Linked DNA regions of Callithrix jacchus: region 1 is linked to region 2. A link is a contact called in public Hi-C data. All regions are on one chromosome and are shown on one strand. The core of a region is the stretch at or near the end of the contact, and the rest is flanking DNA. Distances in the headings are between cores, read along the strand shown. Region 1 holds the start of PITPNC1 (phosphatidylinositol transfer protein cytoplasmic 1). Region 2 holds the start of NOL11 (nucleolar protein 11).

The links. Hi-C and Micro-C count contacts between places; a contact is called where the count stands out from the background.
Region 1: a Hi-C map of skeletal muscle shows a contact between it and region 2, with 6 times the contacts expected there. The contact joins the promoter of PITPNC1 here to the promoter of NOL11 in region 2. A contact is called at or near these places in 2 of 3 Hi-C or Micro-C datasets (induced pluripotent stem cells and skeletal muscle).

The regions. Positions count from the first base shown.
Region 1 is chr5:90,876,539-90,879,455 of calJac240_pri, forward strand. It overlaps PITPNC1 (phosphatidylinositol transfer protein cytoplasmic 1), which reads right to left and starts at 1,558. Exons shown (of 9, transcript XM_002748676.7): 1 at 669-1,558. The coding sequence starts at 716. The region is part of intron 1 of LOC118153754 (a long non-coding RNA gene); the gene reads left to right.
Region 2 is chr5:90,548,392-90,551,630 of calJac240_pri, forward strand. It overlaps NOL11 (nucleolar protein 11), which reads right to left and starts at 1,632. Exons shown (of 18, transcript XM_017972776.4): 1 at 1,457-1,632. The coding sequence starts at 1,597.

The DNA.
Region 1 (2,917 bases), core at 308-2,807, 330 kb after region 2:
TCTCGGCTCGCGAGCCGACCAAGCAAGCTCCCGGCGGCGGAAGAAACAAGAGACGCAGAAAGTTTCCGAGCCAGGCGGTTTGCGAAAGGACGGAGCCGTGTCTGGGAGCCTCGAAGGGCTGACGTGCCGGGAGCGGCGCCCAAGCCCGCGGCGACGGCGAGAAGTCGGACCCGGAAAGATCTCCCCCTAGGGCTCCGAGGTGCCCCCCGCGGGGCTCGGGGCGTGCAGATCCCGAGGGCGCAGGGCTTCTCCTCGTACTCCGACCAGACCTCAGAGGGCGGAGAGGGAAGGCTGGGCCCACTGTCAGGACGGGGTGTCCCCCACACCCCAGCTACAGCGCGCACTGGGGGCCCTTGGGTTTGCTTTATTCATTTTCTTATTTGGAGAGAGGGGGCGCACCCACTCCTTTTGGCTCATTGTGAACCCCAACAGTCTGGATTCTGGGCGCCCCCAAAGAGCCCGCCCGGAGTCCGCCGCCCCACCCAGCACCGCCCTCCCCGGCCCGGGTGACTAGTGGAAGCTGCAAATGCGCCCCCTTGTCTCCTCCAGCCTTCGGGCTTGCGAGGTACGGTCCACCTGGGTTTCCTGCCTCCCGCCGGGGCTCGCCGGCCGGGAGGCGGCGGCGGGGATACCGGAGCGGGCGAGGCCGGGCCGGGCGCGGCGCTTACCTCGTCCACGGTGAGCGGCATGCAGATCCGGTACTCCTTCAGCAGCATGGTCCTGCCGGCCGCGGACCCCCAGGGCGGGAAGCGGGGGGCGCCCCCCAGACCAGCAAGGCTGCCGCCCAGGCGCAGGGCAGGGCGCCCGGAGCCCAGCGCTCGGAGCCGGCGGGCGAAGCAGCCCCCGCGGCGCGCTCAGCTCCTGGCTTCCTCCTCTCCGCCCCGTAGCATGTCAGGGTTTGGGTCTGGGGTGTTCGCGGCTTCCCCGCCTCCTCCGTCGCCGAGGCCGGTGCTCCCGGAACGCGGTGTTGCAAAGTCAGGCAGCAGGGAGACCCGCTGGGGACGGCTCTGATCCTCAGCCCGAGGTGGTAGGAGCGGCCGCCAGATCAGGACATGCCCGGCAGCGGGCGAGGGAGGAAAAAAAGAGAGGTTCCCCAAAATCAAAACGAATGCACAAAAGTCCCCCGCTCAATCCGCCCCCGAAAGCAGACGGGAACCTGGCGACCGCCCTCCTTCAGCGGGTCTGCCCGAGGCTAATGTCACCAGGAACACATAGCAGCCGGAGCCGGAGATGCTGACTTTCCAGACAAAGGCTCGATCGGCTCCTCTCCGCAGGCGGTAAACAAGATTTCCTGCTCTTTTTAGGGCCGGTCCCCGCGCCGCTCTGGGGCTCGGCTCCGGGAGAAAAGGGAAGCCGCCGCCGCGGCCGCTCGGCTCTGCCCGCCTGGGGCCCCGGGCGCCTCCAACCTCGGCTCGCGGCTGCCAGGGGCGGGTGGGAGGAAGCTGGCGCCTTCCGCGCGCGTCCCCTCCCCCGAGTCCCTCGGCTCCCCGGGCGCCGTGCGTGCCCGCGAGTTTGCAGCCACCTTGCCGGGGCCGGAGCGTCCGCGCCGATGCAGTGTGCCTGGGGCCGGGAGGTGGGTGCGGGAGGAGCGAGCGCGAGCGAGGCTGACATCAGCAGCGGCCGCGGCGGGGAGGGTAGCCCCATCCGGCCAATGGGGAAATGGCAAAGAATGTGGAGGATTTAAACAAAACAGCATGTCTCTGCCAGACGGCGGGGCTGCTCGGGAGCGGAGCCCGGCGGGCGCTGGGGAGGCTCGGGCAGAGGGGCTTCCCTCGGCTCCTTTGCCCTCTGAATCCGCTCTCCAATGTGCTCTGAGTACCACTGTGCTCCGTGCAGCCCCTCTGGGCAGTTTCTGGTCCCCTGGCCCTAGGGACAAGTCACTAATGCCCACCACCTATTTGGGGTCCAGTCAGCAGGTCCAGGGCTGGAGAGGCAAAGGGTGGGATTTGGGAGTCCGAGAACAAACCCTTGCCTGGTTTCAGAGGAGAGATCCTGGAAAACTGGGAAGTGCAGCCGTATGAATGGAAATGAAGTACAAACGGGCGGGGGGGTGGGGGGAGGACAACCAGAGAGAACAGAAACCCCACGTAGCCTGTTACCTCGCCTGGCCCGGCTCTGCAATCTTTCTGCAGATTGTTCAGGCTCCGCACAGCAGAAAGAAAGGGTAGGTTTTTGGATCCGCACTCCTAAGTTCAAAAAGTCACAGTGAAATGTCAATGAAAATGCCTGGGGTGTTGCTATTTCATCCATATTAAACAGATCCCTCATTTTAACCACAAGAAGCACATTCTTCAGTTACTCAGGAAGCAGCATGGAACTACTGAGGACTGTTTTTCATTTGTCTGGTATTTTTCAACTTGTTTTTCTGAAAAGTTGCCGGATGAAAAATGCATCAGTTGCCTGTATGAGAATAACCTGTAAGCATTATCTTTTCTCCGAAAAATCTTCATGCTCTGAAGTCCTGAGGCTAGAGCTTGGATGGCGATACTGATGCCTCAATATAGTATTTTGAATTGTGTTTAATAAGTAATTAACCAATATGATGATGATGGGCTTGTGGCAAAAGTCATCCAGAGGACTGGAGAGAATTTATAACTGTGTGAACTGATACAGACCCTGCTAGGAAAATGATACCCTATATCCAGCTTATATTTTAGTGGAAACTATTTTCCAGATAAATGCTTTCCAGAGTTGGCTCAGAAATATTCACAGCAACTAATTAAAGCTAAACCAAATTCCTCGAGGTGGAAAATCTAAATCTGACACTGCAGTGTTGAATAATAACACATTGAAAGTCTGTGATATGGAAAGAAACTCAAGCTGTTTTTTCTTTTTTTTTTACTTTTACTTGAAAACAAGTGGAAGACCTAATAATCTTCCCAGAGGCAGGAAGGCAAGGGATTGGCTAGCCACACAT
Region 2 (3,239 bases), core at 382-2,881:
CACAGCTACTCAGGAGACTGAGGCAGGAGAATCGCTTGAACCCAGCGGGTGGAGATTGGGGTGAGCCGAGATTGTGCCATTGCACTCAAGCCTGGGCAACAAGAGCAAAACTCCATAGCAAAAAAAAAGTTAATATAAAGACAGGCACAGTGGCTTACACCTGTAATTATAGCCTGCAATTCCAGAAAGAGGGTCTCCTTCTGTGGCCCAGGCTGGAGTTTGGTGTGATCTCAGCTCACTGCAACATCCACCTCCCAGGTTCAAGCGATTCTCGAGCCTCAGTCTCCCAAATAGCTGGGATTGCAAGTGCACACCATCACGTCTGGCTAATTTTTCTATTTTCAGTAGACACAGGATTTCACCATGTTGGCTAGGCTGGTCTCAAACTCCTGACCTCAAGTGATCCGCCCACCTCGGCCTCCCAAAGTTCTGGGATTACAGGCATGAGCCACCGACCCCTGGCAAAACTTTAAAGGGGTAGTTAAAATGAAAAGATAACAAAGTCCCTAAATAAGTAAACAACCCTTTGTTAAAAAACAATAGTACATTTAAAAAAATAATTCTATTATGCCTCTGAACAGAGGTATGGGAAATTAAGGAGGGGCAGCTGGGGATCATGTCTATCCAATTCCAATCAGCCCCTGTATTCCTATGTAGGAGCTGCAAAACTGCAAATCTACTTGACAGCTCAAGTAAAACCCAACAGAGTCAGCAGAGTCAAAACACAACAAGGAGCTGCTGGCAACCTGTTCTCAAAACGTCAAAGCAGATAGATAGCTAACTTCTGTAAACATGGAAAACTGTTAACTGTTCAGCGGCCCAGATAAAAGTAACTGTTTTCCATGCGACCGCCAAGAGCAAGGTGAGAAAGTGTTCTTAATCAGGCTTTAGGCATAAAAGGGGGCAGGGCTTGCAGATTTTCCCGGGACTCTCGACTCCAGGATTCACAAGGTGTCAATAGACAAGTCACCTGGAGTCAAGATTCTTACCGAACTATCAAGAAAAGTCCCTCACCCTCTAAAATTGTCCCCCTCCCACCCAAGGAGAGGAGTGTGAAGTGTGAAGAGACACAGGGCTAAACCACTATTCCTAGTCTGTCAGTGTCATCCTCTCCTGCCCAACCAATCTCCCGCGGGCAGCTAAGATGTTAAAGACCCCAGGACGGAATCTTAGCAAGGCCATCACCGCGAGTTCCGAAGCAAAAGCACAGGTTCTCTTTATTTTTCGAGTCTAACCCACGTGCACTCAGAAGCTCTGTCCCTGCAACTCGGAAATACGCCTTTACAAGAAGGCAAGCATCCAGATTCTAGACCTCACTCAGCGTTCCCGACAGGCCAAGCTGGCTCTCCGCTAAGCCCACTCCACGATCTCTCTCTGAAGCTATGAGAAGCTCGGGATCCGCGCTCAGAAAGGGGCGAGAAGGCAGTTGGGGCGCTCCCGATCCTATCGCCTTCACCTTATAGAGGATGACGGTCCTGCCGTTGTCTGTCACTAGGAACTGGTCTGTTTTGCTGGTCTGCTCCACGCCTAGGAGTCCTTCAGAGCCGGCGTTCAGGACTACCGAAGACAACGTGAATTCTTCCTCCAACGATGCCATTTTGAGCAAACCTAGGGACGATCACGCTCCCTCCCGGCAGGCTTCGCGCTTTCTCTCGCGAGACCGAATGGACCGGAGGGGGCAGGTGCTTGCCAAACCAAGAACCCACTCTCGCAGCCTGCGACCTCTGGCGGGGGGAAGGAGCGAGCGCGACTGTGAATTCAGCCAGGGGGCGGGGCCGGCTTGTGTCAGACTCCGCCTCCCAAGACCATGCCTCCTCGAGTCCCGGATGTGCTCCAGGAAGGGATGGGGCAGGTGCGGAAGTTTTGCTTATTGGGTGCAAGCCGTTCCGGGTAGGGACTTGAGACACTGCATGATGAGTCTAGGGAGTGGTCAAATATAAATAAACTAGATTATTTTTCACTCTGCGGTCACTCCCTAGGAATTCCTCCCATGGCCTTGTGGAACCACGAGCCAAAGAAAACAAATTTATCTCTGTAGGTAAACTCCCAATAACGTGCTGTTCCTACGTGAAATGCTTAATTCCCCTCCAGTTCCGAGTTCTCTGACTCCCCTCCTCTTAGCCCCAGCATGGAAAGTCTCTCCCCAGCTTACAGGAAATTCAAATTAGTTTGATGAAGGTGAAGTTGAAGTTCCCTTGATTTTTGGCAAGGTTTTATTTCCGGGAGAAATCTGTTTCTAAGATAAAGCCTGGCAGATTCAATCAATAATGTTTTTTTAAAAATCAAAGATAAATTGTGGGCTGGGCGCGTTGGCTCACGCCTGTAATCCCAGCACTTTGGGAAGCTGAGGCAGGTGGATCACCTGAGGTCAGGAGTTCAAAACCAGCCTGACCAACATGGCAAAATTCCATCTCTACTAAAAATACAAAAATTAGCCGGGTGTGGTGGCACACGCCTGTAGTCCCAGCTACTCAGGAGTCTGAAGCAGGAGAATTGCTTGAATCCGGGAGGCGGAGGTTGCAGAGAGCCGAGATCACACCACTGCACCCCAGCCTGGGTGACAGAGTGAGACTCCGTCTCAAAAAAAGAAAAAGAAAAGATAAATTGTGATGTTCTTAGGGAGAAACTAATAGGCAATTACTAAACAAATGTACCCTGTGTGACAAAGTGCCTCAGTTTATATTTAAGCATCTACCAGAGCTCCATGTGTGTTGTTTCTCATTGCCACAACATGAAAACATGGGCAAAAGGAGAATATCCAGCCACTGTGAAGGAATCAGATACAGCCAGTTTTTATAAAGCTGCTGGGCGCTGTGGCTCACACCTGTAATCCCAGCACTTTGGGAGGCTGAGGCGGTCGGATCACCTGAGGTTGGGAGTTCAAGACTAGTCTGACTAACGTGATAAAATCCCGTCTCTACTAAAAATACAAAAATTATCCGGGTGTACCGGCAGATGCCCCTATTCCCAGCTACTTGTGAGGCTGAGGCAGGAGAATCACTTAAACCCAGGAAGTGGAGATTGCAGTGAGCTGAGATCACGCCCTTGCACTCCAGCCTGGGAGACAGATCGAGACTCTGTCTCAAAAAAAAAAATTTAAAGCTAATAGGTCTTTCGTTGTTCAAAAGTAACAGCATTATCATGGCTCACTGCAGCCTCTAACTCTTGGGCTAAAGCAACCCTCCGGCTTCAGCCTTCTGAATAACTGGGACTACAGGGATCCATCACCATGCCGGGCT